Regions from separate parts of the Capra hircus genome. Here region 2 is linked to region 1. The links are chromatin contacts, called in public Hi-C maps. All regions are on one chromosome and are shown on one strand. Each heading gives the region's core, a stretch centred on a gene start, on an enhancer-like site or on the middle of the called end of the contact. The rest is flanking DNA. Distances are from core to core; before and after follow the strand shown.

Evidence for each region. A called contact is a pair of places that touch in the nucleus more often than the background predicts.
Region 2: a Hi-C map of blood shows a contact between it and region 1, with 2.1 times the contacts expected there. The contact joins two enhancer-like sites. A contact is called at or near these places in 3 of 5 Hi-C or Micro-C datasets (all in blood).

Annotation. Positions count from the first base shown.
Region 1 is chr10:68,737,691-68,741,263 of ARS1.2, reverse strand. No RefSeq gene overlaps it. Among named protein-coding and RNA genes, the nearest start is that of RASGRP1, 130 kb to the left of the region's middle. Within about 2 kb of position 1,578, at least 2 of the 5 cell types and tissues checked have an H3K27ac peak or open chromatin away from gene starts, as enhancers often do.
Region 2 is chr10:68,954,003-68,957,575 of ARS1.2, reverse strand. FAM98B (protein FAM98B) reads left to right here. Exons shown (of 8, transcript XM_018054477.1): 8 at 1,872-2,959. The coding sequence ends at 2,243. Among named protein-coding and RNA genes, the nearest start is that of FAM98B, 32 kb to the left of the region's middle. Within about 2 kb of position 2,040, at least 1 of the 5 cell types and tissues checked has an H3K27ac peak or open chromatin away from gene starts, as enhancers often do.

The DNA.
Region 1 (3,573 bases), core at 329-2,828:
TCTTCCTGACCCGGGGACCAAACCTGTGTCTCTTGGGTTTCCTACACCACAGATGGATTCTTTACCACCGTGCCAATTGGGAAGCCAATGGGAGACTGGGGAGGTCAAGGAAGCTTGTGTCTTCTTGGTAATGAGCAGCAGTCGAGTTCTGTCACACTTGGCTCTTGAAGTTCAGCATGCATGCGATGAGAACTGCTGATTATTCTGGTCATTGTCGTGGCTCTCTCTGAGGAAAGATTTCCTTGAACGCTGAGCTGGAGGTCAGTGTCCTTCAACAGAAACCCAGGGCATACATACCCTGCAAGAGCTGCTATAGTAATTCAGGGCTGGGGTGATGTGGGGACTCTTTAGAGCAAGACTCTCCTTCCAAGCCACAGAGCCAGTAATTGCTGACAAGTGTCCTCCCTGCTCTCAGCTGCTTTTGTATCACTCAGGGCAAGCGTCAGGGACATGAAGAGCCCTGAAGCAGGGCACAGAAAAGATAAAGTGAGGAATGTTATGTTTTGAAAGCATCACCTCCTAAAGATCTCCGCTGCTAGCAAGTTTTAAGTGGTAGGGGCAGAAGCAACTGCCACTGGCATTTTGGGTTTTGTGGCGTGAGTAATAAAGGAAAGAAAAGAAAGTGAAGTCGTTCAGTCGTGTCCGACTCTTTGTGACCCCATGGATTGTGGCCTACCAGGCTCCTCCGTCCATGGGATTTTCCTGGCAAGAATACTGGAGCAGGTTGCTGTTTCCGTCTCCAGGAGATCTTCCCAACCCAGGGATGGAACCCTGGTCTCCCACATTGTAGGCAGTTGCTTTTACTGTCTGAGCCACCAGGGAAGTCGCGTGAGTAGTAAAGAATCTTTTAAATGAGGGGTACTGAGAACCCCTTCCCAGTAGCTGGTCCTGTCACTGGAAGATTGTGTGGCCAGAATGTGGTGCCGTGAGGTGGACTCTGTGTGCAGGGTGCTAGTTGTCAGGGCCTGGCTCCCAGATACGGACACCAGAGCAGAGGAAGGCAGAGTGCCTCATCAACTCCCTCCCTCCTCAAGTTTGGCCCGAAGCAGACAGATGCTGTTGGCCAAATGCCAGCCTGGACTAGTCGGACCTGGCTGATGACATCTTCTCTGGTTTATCACCTTCAGCTTTCACACCATGGCTGTGGAAGCCCTGCACCCAGCATGATGCACAGCTGCTTGGGTGTGCCCCTGGTGGGCAGTCAGCCCAGAGAGGCCTTGGCCTGAAGGGAAGACGGCGGTGGGACCATGGCGGCGGGGCCAGCTTCTCAGGATGCTGCTCCACCTGGGGTTCTGCTGGGGCCTGCGGCTGAGAACTAACCACTGTGCTGACTCACCATGATTGTGGTTGAGAAAAACCCAGCAAGATGGTGGCTCCCATGAGCTCAGGAGCTATAAAATATAGGCCAGGGTGCCTCAGTCAGATAGGGCTTCAGCAGTAAGAAATCAAGGTTTTTTCTGCCCTCTCCCCACCTGTTTTATGGTATGGAGCCACAAGGGACCTAGAAGATCCTGGGCATTTCCCCCTCCAGCCCCGTGGGGACTGCAAACCAGGTCAGGAAATGGGCAAAAGGGCAGAAGCAGTGTCTGTGTCCAGGCCTCTGGGGCCTCATCAGTCTCTCTACTGTGGCTGAGCCCAGATCTGGCAGGTTCCCCGTCTCAGTCCTCTGGTGAGCTTCACTCTTCAGCTTCCCAGAGAATTGGCATGACCCTTTCCAGAGATCTCCAGCGAATGCTGGACCAGGCGGCAGCCTCATGGCTCAGGGGTGAGGGCTGGGAAGCCAAGGAGGTGAATGGGGTGGAGGTGCAGTTTGTATTATATTTCAGCAGACGATGCTCCCTGAGGTGTTCCAAAGGAGTCATAAGACAGAGGTCCCCTGTGCTGCCTGCCCACCCCACCCCCAGCTCCCTCCCCAGCCTAACTCCCCTGATGCCAGCATCTGAGACCCAGCACCTAGCACTGTGCTCAGCCCATTAAATACAGAACGGTGTGGCAGACAGAATAATGGCTCCCCAAAGACGTTCACGGCCTAATCCCCAGAACCTCTGAATATGAGACCTGACTTGGCAAAAAGGGGTTTTGCAGGCGTGATTAGCACTGTAGACCTTGAGATAGAGAGGATTAACCAGCTGTTGTTGTTTAGCCTCTCAGCTGTGTCTGACTCTCTGCAACCCCGTGGACTGCAGCCCACCAGGCTCCTCTGTCCATGGGATTTCCCAGGCAAGAGTACTGAAGTGGGTTGCCATTGCCTTCTCCAGGGGATCTTCCTGACCCAGGGACTGAACCTGGGTCTCTTGTATTGGCAGGTGAATTCTTTACCACTGAACAACCAGGGAAGCCCCAAATTATCCAGCGGGCCCATTCTAATCATGGGAGTTCTTAAAAGCAGACAACCTTCCTTGGGTGTGCCCAGAGAGAGAAATGTGAGCGTGGAAGAAGGTCAAAGAGATGGCAGGGTAAGGACTTGTGGTCCCGCTGGTTCTGAGATGTCAGGGGGCTATGTGAATGACCAGAGAGTCCTCCAGAAGCTAAGGGTGACCCCAGCAAGGAAATGGGGACCTCAGTCCCACAGCCCATGAACTGCCAACACCAGAAAGAGCAAAGAAAGGACTCTTGCTCAGAGCCTAAGCAGAGAAACAGCCCTGCTGATGCCTCGATTTCAGCCCCGAGAGTCTCAGGGGGCTTCTGGACCATAGACCTGAGATATGATATCTTTGTGTTTAAAATTGCTTACGTATGGCAACGTGTTATAGCAGCAATAGAAAGCTAACACAAATGGCTACGGAGTAGAATATATTTTATAAATCAATATAATTTTCTTGCCTGTGGGACCCTAACTTCCTTGGCAGCGTTGGAGAAGTCCCTTAGCATGGCTGGCTGTGTGCTGGTGAAGGCAGGCATCCTTCCTTCTGGCCTATGCCTTTCTCGGCACTTCTGAGTTTACTTCTCTGCTCTATTGTTGCTGGCGTTGCCCCAGCCTGGCCCCTGGGAGAGATGCCGCTGGAGGCTGGCCTTTTCAGGAAGCTCATAGGATCCCTTACTGCTTCCTGTCATCTTTGCTGCTTCAGAGAGGCAGCCTCTGACCCCTCACCCCAGGCTGGTGGTTCACACGCAACCTCCAAGCTCCTCTTCTCTCCTCCAAGTGCTGTCCTGGAGCAAGTAAGTTGTCTCAGGTGGTAGCTAAGGCCGCCAGACCATGCTGGGTCCAAGCAAATTCATGGCTTTCCTCCACTACCGCACTTGACTCCAGGGAAGCCTGGAAGTGGCCTCAGGCCCCTTCCTCAAACCACCCCAGCTGTCCTCTTGCCACTTCCTCCCTCCTCGTGACCCAGGGGCAGATGTGTCTACAGGGGCTGCTGCTCAGGAAACTCCAGCTGGAATGCGCGGGGTGGGGTGGGGGTGAGCATACAATCTCTCCTCTTGGATGCTGGGTGGGGAGTCCCACGTATTTCTTTCCTTCCCCACCCCTCTTGGGATGGGCCTGTCAGTGGTGGTGATGGCAGGGGAGACCCCTTTCCACTAGCTCTTCTTTCACACCTTGCTCTCCCTCTCCTCCTCAGCCTTTTCCCAGCT
Region 2 (3,573 bases), core at 791-3,290, 220 kb before region 1:
TATTTGAATTTCTGTATTCATGAATCACAGTTTTATCTGAATTAGAGGGATTAAGAATTATCAGTATCATTAGCCAGAATTATTTGCCTTCTTTCCAATAATCTTACCATTTTTTGTCAGTAAAAAATCTGTAGGAGTCATTTTGTATACTCACACGTACTCCTTAGATCTTTGGTACAGAGGAAAACGTATGTGCTTTGGAGTTATACAGGTTTGGGTTCACATCCGAACTCTTCTGTTTACTTAGAGAAATCACTTCTGCAATTTAGAAATTGCAAAATCTCTTGGATGTTCCATTTCCTGATTCAGAGTATAGGTCCGTTTCTCTGACAGTGGTCTTAAATCAACTCAGAGAGTCTGAATTTTTTCCTTTACAACAGTGGCAGCAACAATAAGATAATTTAGAATGTTTATATCAGCTTGTCTAGTATATACTCTTCAGTTAGAGCACTCTATGACAAACTTAAGAGCCAAAAGTCAGAAGTATGGGACTTGGGTAATTTTACAATATCAATTCTCAGTGCAGTGAGAAAGGTGTCCTGTAGCAGGAGATGGTTGTATATAAAGTCAGTTTGCTAATTATCGTTAAGTTAGGCACCAGTGTTTGGGCCTTCCTGCTTCCATTTTAGATCAGCCTCCTCTATTCTGAAAGTGTTCTGTTTTTAAATATGTTACTTTATATCTTGCATCAAGGTCTTTCTGGATCAAGAGTTCTCTTAAGTGATATTGCCTGTCTCTTTTCTGAGTTTGTAATTGATAGTCTAATTATTTGAGGGCAATCTTATTATCAGATCTTGGAACAGCGTCCCTGTATATCCACCAACATTGAATGTTTGGTGGAGAGACCAATGAGGATAACAACCAAGAAAAGCTGTTTTTTGGATTTGGTAATTAGGACATTATTGCCGACTTTATAGTGTACTTTGAAGAATATATGTGTACTTTGAAGCTTGTCCAACAGTGAGGAATTTGTACTTTTTTGTCTTCATTTATGATATAAAGTAGTAAAACATGATTTTGATTAGAGGATCAGGAAAGTAGAACACAACTGATTCATAGGTCATTTTGGCTGAGGCACATTTGGCTTTATCTTTACTGAAAGACAGTAGCAGGAAATGACTTGCTTCCTATTGGTCTCTGTTCGTGGACATATAAAATAGCTCCTTTCTACAGAAATTTAGGTACTTGAAGCAAACTCTTCCTTAGTTTATCCTGTGAAAGATTATGAAGCATGGTTAAGGAAGTATATTGTCTTTATTTTTTTAATAATATAGTAACTAGTATCATTGAAAGTTAGCTTAAGTTTCTCATAAAAAAGGGAATAGTTCATTGAAAATCCTTATAGTTCTTTGCAGTTGATAACCTTCGTCTCTGCCTGTATTATACCCACGTGTTATCATATGTACTTCATACTTTGTTGAAATAAAATGTGCTTAGAAATAGTCTTTTATGAGATAGTCTATTACCAAACCAGTGGCAATAGAAAGTCCAGAGTTGTGTGAGTGAATATGGAGTTAAGTTGTATAGGGTATGAAGTTTATGTACATTGTAAATGTTTTGCTAAAAAGTTTTCTTAGTGTGATGGGTACTACATTTGTTATAAAATTTACTAAAAAGGTTTAAACAAGTTCTTAAGTTTCATAAATATTCTCTCACACTGTTTAAAAAACAGCACATTGTGAGCAATTTGTCACACATCACTTTTATATTTTCAATATTAGTTCATATTGCCATGTCTGGTACTTTCATGTCCTAAAATATTTGGCTTCTGTTTCTTTATTAGAACAATAACTTCAATGTTGCTTGCATCCTTTAAGTAAATTTTGACTTTTGCAATATTGGAAACTGAAAGAAAATATTTCTTTACACAGGTGCTGATGGGAAGGGTGCCTGACAGGGGAGGACGGCCAAATGAAATTGAACCACCACCCCCTGAGATGCCGCCTTGGCAAAAGAGACAGGAAGGCGGTGGAAGGGGTGGGTGGGGTGGGGGAGGTGGCAGAGGAGGTGGTGGGAGTGGGAGAGGTGGTGGAGGCGGGTGGGGAGGTGGTGGGGGAGGGGGCGGGGGGTGGGGCGGGGCCGGGGGAGGGGGTGGTAGAGGAGGAGGTTTCCAAGGCAGGGGCGATTATGGTGGGAGGGGAGATTATGGTGGAAGAGGAGGCTATGGAGGAAGAGGAGGCTATGGTGGAAGAGGTTACGGAGATCCGTATGGAGGAGGTGGTGGTGGATATAGAAGATACTAAAAGCCACAAAATTTAGATAGCAGTGCTTACTTCTTGATAGGTACATTAGACATAGTATTCTAAATAACTACTTGAGTGTCATCTTTGAAGTAAACACCATGTTAGATTCCCTGATGGTATCATTCTTGAATTGGCTTGACTATGTAAAAGAACATTGTTTTATATTACTGTTTGATCTCTTAGACAAAGTGATGATTTTTTCCACACTCTGTGTACTCTTGAGCATGTTCTGTCTTTTTAAAAAAGAAAAAAAATGAGGAAAAAATATTTTTAAAAGTGTAAATATATTATTACCATCAAACTTGGAAAATGGAAAGTATTTTATTGTCATGATTGAATTTAGATTGTTACCTGTATTTTATTCAGGTCTGAGACACATAAATGACCCCACTTGTAGTGGAAAGGAATATAAACTTATTGCCTCATCTGTAGTCCTGTGGCTGTTTTGTATTTGTTAATTCTCTTTTACAAAATAGGAAAAGAGACTGATAATTGTGTTCAGTAAGTTGTCATGACTTGTGTTTTTCTTTTATTTTGAGCAATTCCTCTGGCCAGGTTTCTGTTAAAATTCCAATAATTGAAGCCCAAGTCTATTTTTTGCTACACATATTTATTTTCCAACTGGATTTGAAATCTGTATGATTTTGTTTGACAGAGCAGAATTAAAGACTGAGGTCAGAATTACTGTAAAGGAACAAAGACATGAACCAATTTTACATGGTGTTGAGAAAAATTTCTGCAAATTGGTTTCTTCATTTGTGGCATCGCTTTAGGTTTCCAGATATTAAAAGGCGGGTTGCTCTGTGCTGTACAGGATTAGCACACTTATATCCAGTTTTATCGATCAAAGGTAGGGCCATGATATCCTTTGGTAATTATGATTCACAGTTAGATTTGGGAAACACAGGGTTAGAGGATGTTTAAATGTGATTTGTTGGTTGGAGCAGTCAAAGGCTTGGGAATCAGGAGTTGTGAATTTAAATCATGGCACTAGCCCAGGGCGGGGGCTGTAGGCTTAAATGGCCATAGCTCTCAGAGATTAATTTGTCTTCTTTTTTCAAACGAGGAATGCGACACTTGAGCCTTCTCAGGTAGTTTATAAAGACCTAAGTACAAGTCCAATTTGTTGAGAGTTTATAGAGGCCTGTTGTGAAAGGTGTAAAAGGTGGCCCAAGTAATGCATTTTTCTTATAGTATATAAAGAGAAAAAGATGTAGTCATATAAATTTTTTCAGTTCCACTTTAAAATCTGTACACTCCTGGTGTAGTAACAACTTTCTGTAGTCTAACCAACTCCAAAGATAGAAAGCTGAGTACCTGTGGACAAATG